2 separate regions of the Mus musculus genome follow, and region 2 is linked to region 1. Evidence: chromatin contacts called from public HiChIP or PLAC-seq data. All regions are on one chromosome and are shown on one strand. The core of a region is the stretch at or near the end of the contact, and the rest is flanking DNA. Distances in the headings are between cores, read along the strand shown.

What was found. HiChIP or PLAC-seq counts read pairs in DNA pulled down with a chosen protein or histone mark.
Region 2: a contact with region 1 is called in an H3K4me3 HiChIP or PLAC-seq map of bone marrow-derived macrophages, with 5 times the contacts expected there. The contact joins the enhancer-like site here to the promoter of Mblac1 in region 1. A contact is called at or near these places in 5 of 39 promoter capture datasets (the 3T3-L1 cell line, embryonic stem cells, hippocampal neurons and 2 more), 1 of 484 Hi-C or Micro-C datasets (nephron progenitors), 10 of 115 datasets of contacts at active chromatin or transcription factors (the 230-238 cell line, bone marrow-derived macrophages, embryonic forebrain and 7 more) and 1 of 9 other capture datasets (pancreatic islet).

Annotation. Positions count from the first base shown.
Region 1 is chr5:138,192,423-138,198,359 of GRCm38.p6, forward strand. It overlaps Mblac1 (metallo-beta-lactamase domain containing 1), which reads left to right and starts at 1,892. Exons shown (of 1, transcript NM_177878.3): 1 at 1,892-3,199. The coding sequence starts at 1,976. The coding sequence ends at 2,758. It overlaps Cnpy4 (canopy FGF signaling regulator 4), which reads left to right. Exons shown (of 6, transcript NM_178612.4): 5 at 139-256; 6 at 343-1,472. The coding sequence ends at 479.
Region 2 is chr5:138,704,072-138,710,581 of GRCm38.p6, forward strand. No RefSeq gene overlaps it. Among named protein-coding and RNA genes, the nearest start is that of Fam20c, 48 kb to the right of the region's middle. Within about 2 kb of position 3,515, at least 34 of the 459 cell types and tissues checked have an H3K27ac peak or open chromatin away from gene starts, as enhancers often do. A contact at or near this core is called in bone marrow-derived macrophages and pancreatic cancer cells, where this site is marked.

The DNA.
Region 1 (5,937 bases), core at 642-3,141:
TAAAGACAATCTCGCGTCTTGAAAGCCAAGTGTAACCTTTTGGTTGCCTGCCCCTCAAAAGACACTCAATGGAGTAGGGGGATAGGGAGTGAAAGGTAGAGGCCTTCCAACGCCCCTCCTCCTGCTCTTCTTTCCCAGTGTGAGACGATGCTGGAGGAGTTTGAAGATGTTGTAGGGGACTGGTACTTCCACCATCAGGAGCAGCCCCTCCAGCATTTTCTCTGTGAGCGGCATGTGCTTCCAGCCTCTGAAACTGGTAAGTGTAAAGGACAGACTCCTCCCCTAGCTTCCCAGCTGTTCCCGGCATTAACCCTGAGGTTGTTTTCTTCTCATTCCACCCAGCTTGTCTACGGGAAGCTTGGACTGGAAAGGAGAAGATCAGTGATGGGCAGGAGGAGGCAGATGACGAAGAGGAGGAAGAAGAAGAAGAGATAACCAAGACTTCAGGCAATCCCAAGCATGACCCAGAAGATCTTTGACCCTTACTTTTGAACCCCAAGGATGGGTCGTGGAGAGTTTTCTAAACTCTTGTGCTCTCCCGTCCTTCCCCGCCCCTAGGCTTCTAATGTCTTCTTGGTATGATCTCGGCTATGATCCTGGGGACCCAGAATGGCAACAGGAAAGGAGAAGGGTAGGGGGGAAGAAGCAGAAGCAAGTTTTGCCTTCAGGGTTGAACCACATGCAGCCACTTAATTGAACAAGTATGTGGTGACAGTTTTGAAACTTTTCTCTACGTTTTACTGGTCTTCACCTGCACCGATTGGTCAATAGTGGTGTGAGCTGTGGGAAAGTCACTTTGCTTTTTAAAGGGTCTATTTTAAACCCTTTCAAGAGGCCAGAGAAGAGCGAGCAGCGCAATTGGTAGAGTGCCTGCCTAGTATGGACAGTGATGGGAGTTGAACCCTGATGTGGTGGCATACCGCTGTAATCTCAGCACTCAAAGAAGCGTTGGCAGGAATATCAGAATACCATCCAGCTACTTGGCAGTTCGGGACCAACCAGAGCTGAACCCTGTCTTAAAGTAAGAAGCCAAAAAGAGACCCTCAAGAACCAATATACACTGCAAACATGAGGCCGTATACCATCAATCTGTGAATAAGAACAGGATGCTGGAAGAGAGTGAAGCAATACTCGGGTTAGATGGGGTAGACATGTGGGCTATATTTCCTATTTCACAGGTGCCATATTTTCTATATTGCTATTAAACCTTTTATATATATATCAGCTGAGTCCCATTTCAAACATGCACACATTATCGATGAGGGAGCACCCAGACAGTGGGGCCATTGGCCTGCTATCTATTAGTTGCTAATGGTGTTCTTATAATTATCCACCCCAAGGATACTGGTTGGGGTTGGGAAAACAACTGTACCACTAGGACTTGGAAAAGAGGATCAAGAGCTCAGTCTTCCTCAGCTATGTAGCGAGCTCAAGACCATCTTGGTCTCCTTGAGCCCCTGTATCAGGAAAATAAAAAACAAAACAAGAACTCAGAAGTTAAGTGTAATACATAATATGAACTATACAGGATTAGGATTACGCCGTGGTTCAGGCGCGGTAGTTTGTACGGAAGCCCATAAAAGGCAAAAAATCTCGCGTTTTCTCACCTTTTGAGTTTTCCCAGCGTTAAAAAACAAAAGAAAACAAAAACCCTTAAGGACAGCGATAGTTTAGTTTCAAAGTAGACAACAGCTAGAATAAAGAAGTAAAAGATATCTTTCAGATGTGGATGCGTGAGAACCTACCGACTATAAGCCTAAGGGGGGACTGACCAAAAGAATCTAGGAAGTCTTGAGGTCGCATGGAAAGGCCAGTTGGGCGATACCATCTTCAGCAGGGGTGGTAGTGGAGGGCGATACCACTTTAAGATCTGGTGGGTAGCAAACGAGTTGCACCTTGGAAAGAGTGGCGGGGCTTGCGGTAGGATTTTGGAGGGACTGGGCAGACGTCCGTGGCGGGGTAAATCTCCCTTGTCATGAACGGTCCAGTGCGCACCGAGCCCCTGCATGGTGAGATCCCTTTGCTGGCGTCCAGCGGCTCCTACTCCGTGGTGGTTCTGCTGCGCGGCTACGCGGAGCCGCAGGGAGCGGGCGACGCGGTGCGTGCTGATGGCACTGTGACTCTCGTCCTGCCTCGGGGCTGGGCCTCGGACTCCAGCCGCGGTTTGGCCCCATCCGCAGACGGCGGCTCTAAGACTGCCCTGGAGGAGGCGGTGCGTGGCCCCATCCTCGTGGACACCGGGGGACCCTGGGCGCGGGGTGCGCTGCTGGAAGCCCTGGCTACACAGGGCGTGGCCCCCGAAGATGTGACTCTGGTGGTGGGCACCCACGGACACTCGGATCATATTGGGAACCTGGGGCTGTTTCCCGAGGCAGCTTTGTTAGTCTCCCATGACTTCTGCCTTCCCGAGGGTCTCTATCTGCCCCATGGGCTGTGTGAAACGCAGCCCTTGATACTGGGCTCGGGACTGCAGGTGTGGGCCACGCCGGGCCACGGAGGACAGCGGGACGTGAGCGTCGTAGTGGAGGGCACCAGCCTGGGCACCGTGGTGGTGGCTGGCGATGTGTTCGAGCGACTTGGTGACGAGGACTCCTGGCAGGCCCTGAGCGAAGACCCAGTAGCTCAGCAGCGGAGCCGGGAGAGGATTCTGAGCGTAGCTGATGTGGTGGTGCCTGGTCACGGAGCCCCCTTTCGAGTGGTCAGGGAAACAGTGAAAAGTTCAGAGGATTTGATATGTGAAGGCAAGGCGGTTGCTTGACTGGACTCCAGTCAGGAAAGCCCCTTCCAGCGAGGAACCGGCGTCAGTTGGTCCGGGAGACCTAGAGGACACAGTCAAGACAAGCAATATTTGTCACGTGCAGCTTTCTAGGAGGCAGCTTCCAAACAGGACAGAATGATTGACATCAGTCCCCTTTAATCATTGCAACCTAAGCAGGACAAAGGACTGGCTTAGATCCACATCCTCCATGAGCCTCCGTAAAATATAGGAAAAAAAATAGTTAAAATATGTATTTGGGATGTGCGTGTGTGCCTGTGGAATTCTGAAGGCTACTTTGGAAGAGTCGGTTCTCTCCATCCTGTGGGTCCCCAGGATCGAGTTCAGGTTGTCGGACTTGACGCCAGGGACCCTTTACCTGCTGAGCCATCCTGATTTATATTCTTGTTAGGACCTTCAAAAATAAAAATCGACCGCAAGTCATACTGTCCTGATGTAAATGCAAAATGCTGATTGCAATAATCTTTGGGATTGTAACTGCTGCAGCAAAAGAGGAACAGTGTGGCCAATAGCTTGTTCCTCCTAGGATGCACACTGGTGAGACGGTGCCAGACACAGAGTAACCCCTTAGTAACCTGACTTCTTTTGTTTATTTTGTTTAGACAGTCTCACATACTCCAGTCTGGCTTCAAAGCTGAGGCTGGTCTTGAACTCCTGATTCTTGTTTTTTGTTTTTTTTTGTTTTTTGTTTTTTTTTTTTGAGACAGGATTTCTCTGTGTAGCCCTGGCTGTCCTGGAACTCACTCTGTAGACCAGGATGGCGTGCGCCACCACTGCCCAGCATGAACTCCTGATTCTTATGCTTCCACCTTCCAAATACTGGATTACAGACTAACAGGCATGTGCTGCCCCACCTGGCTTTCACCTGACTTTAGTTCATTCATTGATTCACTCAGCGGCATCTGAAATGTCTCAGGCACTGATGTAGGTCTTGTGATGCCACTACAGTGAGCGAATGACAAGTTCCCACCCCAACACACGAGTCACATTCCATTCAGGAGACAGACAAGACAACCATAATAGTAGTAGCAACCAAATAATTATAGGTTGTGGCATACAACACACGTGCGTAGGATGAGGAAAGAGAGCAGGAGAGAGCAGGGCACAGAGAAGCTGCTTGATGTTGAGAGATTACAGAAAGCCTCTGAAAGATGTTCATTCTTTCTTTTTTTTTTGTTTTTTTTTTTTTGTTTTTTCGAGACAGGGTTTCTCTGTGTAGCCCTGGCTGTCCTGTAGACCACTCTGTAGATCAGGCTGGCCTCGAATTCAGAAATCCCCCTGCCTCTGCCTCCCAAGTGCTGGGATTAAAGGCGTGCGCCACCACTGCTCGGCTGCTTCTTTATTTCTTACATCCATTTATTTTGCAGTGTGTGTGTGTACATGTGTGCACATCTGAGCTTTGGCTTGTCCATGGGTGTCAGGACAAGTTGCAAGAGTCTGTCCTCCCTTCAACCATTTGGGTCCTGAGGGTATAGTCAGGTCATCAGGCTTGGCAGTACCCTTATCTTCGGAGCCATCTCTCTGGGCCCTGTTTTTTTTTTTTTCTTCCATTTAACTCAGTACAGTGCTTGCCCAGCATGTACAAAGTACTAGTTTCAATTTCTAGCGTGGCCTAAAACTCAGCAAGTGGAATACACCTCCAGTACTTGGGAAGTAGAGGCAGGAGGATCAGAAGTTTAAGGTCATCTTCAGCTACAGAGCAGGTTTGAAGCCAGCCTGGGCTACTACATGAAACCTAGTCTCAAAAATAAATAAGGACGACCCATGGGATTGGATTGCAAAGGGCCAGGGAAAAGTGACAATAAGGGAGGGTTCATATCAGATGTCTTAGTCAGGGTTCCTATTCCTGCACAAACATCATGACCAAGAAGCAAGTTGGGGAGGAAAGGATTTATTCAGTTTACACTTCCACATTGCTGTTAATCACCAAAGGAAGTCAGGACTGGAACTCAAGCAGGCCAGGAAGCAGGAGCTGATGCAGAGGCCATGGAAGGATATTCCTTACTGGCTTGCTTCCCCTGGCTTGCTCAGCTTGCTCTTATAGAACTTAAGACTGCCACCCTAGGGATGGCACCACCCACAACGTGCCCTCCCCCCTTGATCACTAATTGAGGAAATGCCTTACAGTAGGATCTCATGGAGGCATTTCCTCACCTGAAGCTCCTTTCTCTGTGATAACTCCAACTTGTGTCAAGTTGACAGACAAAACCAACCAGTACATCAGACAAACCTGGGAACCATTGTTAGTAACACGGAAGTCACTGACTCAAAAACAGGCTATAACAAACCTGATCTCATTTGTTTGTTTTTTTTAATTCGGTATTTTCCTCATTTACATTTCCAATGCTATCCCAAAAGTCCCCCATACCCTCCTCCCCACTCCCCTACCCACCCACTCCCACTTTTTGGCCCTAGCGTTCCCCTGTACTGGGGCATATAAAGTTTGCAAGTCCTCTTTCCAGTGATGGCCGACTAGGCCATCTTTTGATACATATACAGCTAGAGTCAAGAGCTCCGGGGTACTGGTTATATTCATATTGTTGTTCCATCTATAGGGTTGCAGATCTCTTTAGCTCCTTGGGTACTTTCTCCAGCTCCTCCATTGGGGGCCCTGTGATCCATCCAATAGCTGACTGTGAGCATCCACTTCTGTGTTTGCTAGGCCCCGGTGTAGTCTGATCTCATTTGTAATCACTCTTTTCAGGGATCTGTGGTACACTCCTGTAATCCCAACACCAAGGAAGTAGAAGCAGGAGGATCAAGAGTTCAATGTCATCCCCCCAAACTGCATAGTGAGTCTGAGGCCAGCCTGAACTATGCGTTACCGTGTCTCAAATAAGTAAAACAACCACTTGACCTGGGTGGAGAAGGCCTTAGTGTGGGTGTGGGGCAAGACCAGGATTGGGTGGCTTAGAAGGAAGAGTTAGAGCTATGATTCTCAACACGGGGCCAACACCCCCTGGGTCACCTAAGACCATCAGAAATATCAGATATATACATTATGATGTATTACAGTAGCAAAATTACAGTTATAAGGTAGCAAGGAAAATAATTTTATGATTAGGGGCCGCCACACCATGAGGAACTGTGGTAAAAGGTCGTAGCATTGGGAAGGCTGAGAACCACTGCTTCAGAGTGTGAGACATTTGTGGCATGTGCTC
Region 2 (6,510 bases), core at 2,265-4,764, 510 kb after region 1:
GAAAATAAATAAATAAAACACCCTTCAGTTCGCTGAACCCGGGTTTGGGCCAACCTCCCTCCTAGATAAAGTTCCGCTTGACTTCCCGTTGCCACTCACTTGGGTCGCATACTGTGCTCTGCGCCTGCGCGAGAGGCCCCGGGCGCTGGGTGTGAGTTGCAGTTGCACCCACCTCTTCGTTTTTTTCCCCTCCCCAACTCCGAGCGAACTCAATGGCCTTTACCCAGGTGTTCCTAGCCCCGGGTGTGAGTGGGTACACAGCCCATTCCTACTTGAAGGGCTTGTGATTTTTCGCTCCAAACATAATTTTGCTCCTTAACAAGGAAGTCATGAGAACTAACTATAAATGTCAACGATCTGTCTGGTCATCCTCAAGTCTGGTTCCCTTTAAAGCCTGGGGTGCCTCGAGATGAATGTATGAGTGAGTGAAGGCTGGGCACAGCGCTGTGCCCTGCTTGCTTGGAGACTCTGCAGGACCAAGGTGTCTTAGGTTTCTTGGAGGGATAAGGCTATCCGACGGTGGTCAGGTCCCTGTTGATCAGGGTGTCTATTCCTATTGTCTGGGAGTGACACGGTGGCCCACTGTGCCCAGGCTGGGCCCGAAGCAATGACCAGATGTCAGTGATGAAGACTTTTCTCTTGAACTGGCCCAGAAGGGGTTCCTTAAAACAAACAAACGAACAAAAACCAAAAAACAACTCTGGGGCCAAAGGGGCCAAGGTCAGGGGCTGATCTAATGAATTCCCTGCCTAGGTAGACATGTGGCTGAAAGTGGTGTATCACTCCTGTTCTGGACAGGACAAAAGCCTGGATGGCTGGGCCAGAGAAGGGGTGGGTCTGCTAGAACATCTGCCCCTCACTCCCTCTGTCCCCTCCCAGAACTCTTTACAGAGTGGGCAAGGTTAGACCAAGTAGATTACACTTGGTCCAGGAAGGGTACCATAATTGGGTTTTTCAGTTCTATTTCTGCCTTACCTATCTCTCATCTTAAAAGTAGACTAGGTGGACAGAGGCGTGGCTCAGTGAGGGAAGGCACTTGTTGGCCTCCCAAGTTTGACAACCTGACTTCAATCCTCAGAACCCACAAAGTTAAAGCCAAAGAGGAGAACTGATTCCTGAAAGTTGTCTGCTGACCTCTACACCCAGGCACCTAAATACGCAGTATTCACATACACGAACATGTCAATAAGCCTTTTTAATGGAGTAGATGGCGCTTCTGTGGCTGTATAGGTTCTGGATCAGCAAGATGACCACCTACTAAATTTTGATTTGTCTGACTAGTGGTATTCTCGGGTTTCTGGCAGTGTTGCAAGACAGTTTCCATTGGCCACAAATAGAGAGTGAAGTCAAGTTTGTGTGACTCTGATGTCCTAACTGGCGAGCTGGCTATCTATAACCCAGTAGATCTGAGTCACTCACTGGTCCTATGTCGGAGGCCTCTGGTCACAAGCGCGACTTCTTCAGCTTTTGTTCCAGGAGCCCCTCATTGGATTCTGGGTTGCTGGTAATCACCCACAGCCAACAAGAGTAAAGTGAGACACCTTCAGTGCGGGATTTTCCAAATCCAGCATCCACACTAGAGGGCTCCAAGCTCCATCAGCAGCATGCCTTCAGACATGCTAAAGCTTTGATGCAAAGGTTCTCTCCCTAGCTGGAAGACCTACTTGGGGATGCAATTATGATTATCCATCTACAACCCAATATCAGAGTTTTATCTGTTTCTTTGCTTTGATCCTACATTTATTATCTTTTATCTTACTTTTATTCAAGGGTGTCTTAGTGACTTTCCTATTGCTGTGACCATGACTAATACAGCTCATAAAGAAAGCATTTAATTGAGGCCTTGCTTACAGTTTCAGATGGTTAAAGTCTATGACCATCATGGAGAGGAACACACCGCAAGCTGATATGGTGTTGGAGTGGTAGCTTAGCGCCATGCCTGATCCACAAACACAAGGTAGACAGAGACCTAACTGGGAGTGATATGGGGTCTTTGAAACATCAGAATCCCAATCGCAGTGACACACCTCCTCCAAAATGGCTGCACTTCCCAACCCTTTCCAAACAGTTCCAACAACTGGGGACCAAATGTTCAAATATATGAGCCTACGGGGGCCATTCTCATTTAAACTCAGGGTCTCACTATGTAGCTCTTGCTGCCTGGAACTCACTAGGTAGACAAGAAGAGTCTCAAACTCATACAGATTGATGGCCTGCCTCTTGCCTCCTAAGTGTTGAGATCAAAGGTGTCCAGCACCATGTCTTGCCTGTGTCTTTGTTTCCACTCTGATCTTGGTTGATTTCTGGGAATATCCCATAAGAGACACAATAAAATGACCTTCCCTGATGCAGGTCCCAGAGTCCTAGTGGCTGTAATCCACTGTGATACAGAAAAGTAGAAAATGGCATCTTTTAGGTGAAATTTCATTGGGAAACATTTTCTATTTTATCCATATTCCTAGGCTTATTCTTTAAACCACGATTTCTAACACTGCCTAAAAGCTTTAGGATAAATGTGTCTTAATAAAGAAAAGCTGTTTTATAGCATCTCACCATAGGAGCGGTGGTAAATAACAGGGAGTAAAAGAGACACCGAGAGAGAATCATAGCCACCAAGACAAGACAGGACCACCATTACAAGACAGAAGCCACCAGATAGGGCAAGCAGGGCCACTGTGACAAGACAACCACCAGAGCAGAAGGCCATCAAGACAAGACAACAATCACTAGGGCAGACAGACAGCTTCATGACAAGATGACAGCCACCAGGGCAGATGGGGCCAATCAGACAAAGTAGGGAAAGTAGACAAAGTAGAGCCACAGAGACAGACACGGGTGAGTGGACATCTCCACAAGCCAATACCAGTGCTTCTGAGAGATGGATACCCCCTGACCTCTGCTCTTGGGTGGGGCAGGGCTGATTTCCTTTGTAATATTGGCTCAGTTCCCTGAAGTCTGCTTCTCCCATCAGGTCTTGAATGTCTGATGGTCCCTGTGCTCGGACCCCCTCCTCCTTTTCTTCTCAAACCCTATCAAATTAGTACCTTTATTTTGCAAACTGGATACAATCTGCATGTTGTGTCCCATGGCTGTAACTAAAAGCCCCTTGCTCAACATTGATAGGAAATGGTGTACCACAGGCTTGCCATCTCTGGGGCCCAGCGCCATACCAGTAATGGGGCCTAGAAACCTCCTGGCATGTAAAAATACCATCTGAAGAGACCCTTGTACCTCCCTGCTGTGGGACACTTTCCTCCAAGATTAAAATCTTCCACCTTGGAGAAAAGCTCATTAGGATTCAAGAAGCTCACAGGAAAGTGAGACAGTACTGTGTTCTACTGGGAGACAAGACATTTCACCCTGCCCTGAAGCTCCTAAGGTCAGGGAGCAAACCACTTGAAATAGTTTCTGGAAGTCCCTGAAACTGGTCAGACTCACCAGGCCTCTCCCTCCCCAAACAGATATGTAAGCTGAAAAGATGTTTGTGAGTGTGAGTCACTCTCAGATAAGAGAAGCTGCAATGTAGACTGCCTGACAAGTTGATCTGCCTGGAAGAGGCTCAGAGCAGCTGAGCTAATGGGGAAGGATACCTCCCAACCTGTTGAGCTGCCTGAAAATTGTGCAAAGTACTCCAGGTATCCAGCCTTTATACCTTTCTTTGCTGGGGTGGGCTTTGGTCATACAGTTGCTTGGAATCACTGCTGCTCCTGTAAGTAACCCTTCATCCATGTTTTGTAACCCCAAAACTACACGTGGTTCTTCAAATTGGCCTGTGGTGGCTGTGGTGGTTTGAATAAGAATGGCCCCCATAGACTCATGTGTGTGAATCTTGACCCATAGGGAGTGGCATTATTAGAAGGTGTGGCCTTGTTAGAGTAATTGTGGCCTTGTTGGAGGAAGTATATCACTATAGGGGTAAGCTTTGAAGTCATATATGTTCAAGCTAGGCCTAGTGTGGCATTTATTTCTGCTCCCTGTGGATCAAGATGTAGTACTCTCAGCTTCTTCTCCAGTGCCATGTCTGCCTGGATGCTGAGGTTATCCTGCCATGATGATAATGGATGAAACCTCTGAAACTGTAATCCAGCCCCAGTTAACTGTTTTTTCTTTATAATAGTTGCTGTGGTTGTGGTATCTCTTCACAGCAGTGGAAAGCCTAAGTCAGTGGCATTTTTACTTTGGGCTGTTGTTAGCTCCCACATATGAATAGACATTTGCCCCTACCTCCCCAGGAATAGTGCCACACAAAACCGTCCCTTTAGCTAGCAAACCATTAAAACAATGGGCCTCAAAAGCTTGGGATTCTCCAGGAACCTCATCTTTAAGAGAAAGTGAAGTTGAAGCCAGAGGAGGCTCTTGTCTCCAGGAAATGGAGTTCACACAGATCTGACAACTTGTCAGACTACCTTGTATGAGAGATGAGAGCTGAGACAGTGATGATTGCTGAGACAAGACACCTTGACAAGTCTGCTTGGCTATGTGCACCTCATGCCCTCTATTTAAATCTAAGCCTCACATCAGGACCCAGAAGATAGACATGGGGTCATGACTCTGCTTGTTCCTTTTCCCCAGTGTAACCACATTGAATAAAACTCCTCATTTCTTTCCACTATGACTTGTGTAGTTGGTCTACAGAGGACAAGTGGAAGAAGCTGGCTGTTAGGGCAGCTGAGAGGCCCAGGCTATGACACAAACAGTTCTGGCAACATTCCCAGCAGGAACACATGCTTTGTAGATATTGGCAGAAGATATGGATCAAGTTGTGGCTTAGTTCTCTGTGGCCTGGCTAGACTTAAATCACCAATAGAGAAAATGCTAATGAGTGTCTTAGTTAGGGCTTTCATTACTGTAAAGAGACACTATGACCAAGGCAAACAGTTAATTGGGGCTAGCTTTCAGGTTCAGTCCTTTATCATCAAGGATGGGATGCATGGCAGCAACCAGGCAGGCACGATGCAGGAGGAGCTGAGAGTTCTACATTTTGTTCTGAAGGGAACCAGGAGAAGACTGCCATCCTCAGGCAGCTAGGATAAGTTCTCAAAACCCACCCCCAAATTGACACGTTCCTCAATAAGGCCATACCTACTCCAACAAGTTCACCCCTCCTAGTAGTACCACTCTGTGGGCCAAGCGTATTCAAACCACCACAATGATAAATGCCAGTGAAGCTTAACAGAACTGAAGCCATCACGTTGTGAGTAACACCATCAGTAAGTGAAGGAGATGTTATATTTACAAATGATCTTCAGGAGCTAAGCTGGGATCAGTGGATAAAGTATTTGTCATGCAATCATGAGGACACGAGTTCAATCCCCAGCCCCCATGTAAAGCCTGATACTGTGGTAGGTGTGTCTGTAATCCCAGCACTCCTTCAGTGAGGTGGAAGATAAAGACAGGAAAATCCACAGAAGCTGATAGGCCAGCTGCGTGGTGTTCTCAGTGGAAAGCAACAAAAAGACCCTGCATCAAACAAGGTAGAAGGTGAGGACCAATACTCAAACATTGTTCTCTGACCTCCACGTATATCAAGGCATACACAGATCTCTTTAAAGGTTGATGATATTTTAATTATGTGTATGCGTGTGTATCTGTGTTGAGTATGCGCATGTCTGTGAAGGTATTCTCAGAGACCAGAGGTGTTGGGTCCCCTGGAGTGGGGGAGCCAACATGGATAACTGGGAATCAAACCTTGGACTTTTTTGAAAGATGAGCAAATGTTCTTAACTGCTGAGCCATCTATACAGCCTCTAGATAATTTTAAAATAACAATTAAAATAAATTAATAAGAACAATCTCTAATTAAGGAGTCACTGGACGGCAAGAGATCTGTCTGATATCCCCACTGTTCTGTTTCCATCTTTCCAGTTTTCTCAAATCAAAACCTCTCTCATCACATGTATGTGGACCCCTGCATAAAGGTATAGCCAGAACTTCCCACAAACTCAGCCACAAGAGTCAGCACAAGCAGATGGACTCATGGACATTGCAGTACTGTCTCTTGAATCACTCATAGACCATATACTTTGGGTGCTTTTTGAAACAGAGTCTCATGTAGCTTGGACTGACATCAATTTGCTACATAATGGAGGATGTCCTGAACTCCTGATCCTCCTGTCTCCACTTCCCAAGCACTGAGAGATACATATTGCCTCACTGAACCATATCACCGTCTCTACTTACTTTTACCATGAAAATGCCTAGCTCATTTATTCATATTCATATTTATGCATATTGAGCTTGACTATTAAGTTCTGTTGTCACCCCACTGGTAAATCTCCATCCTTTATTATGTGAGCAGGCTTAAAAAATAGACACTTCATTCGGGACCAGGATCAGGTGTTTAGCACCAAAAATCACCAAAGTTGAGATTACAATCTCTCACAGTTTTTTTTTTATATCTGTAATTTATGAGCTGTTCTAGCATTTGCACATTTGATAGCTATGACTGTTAATTAGGCTGGGTCTAGAACCAAGTGGGAGATACCTCTGGGCCTGTCCCTGGGGGCATTA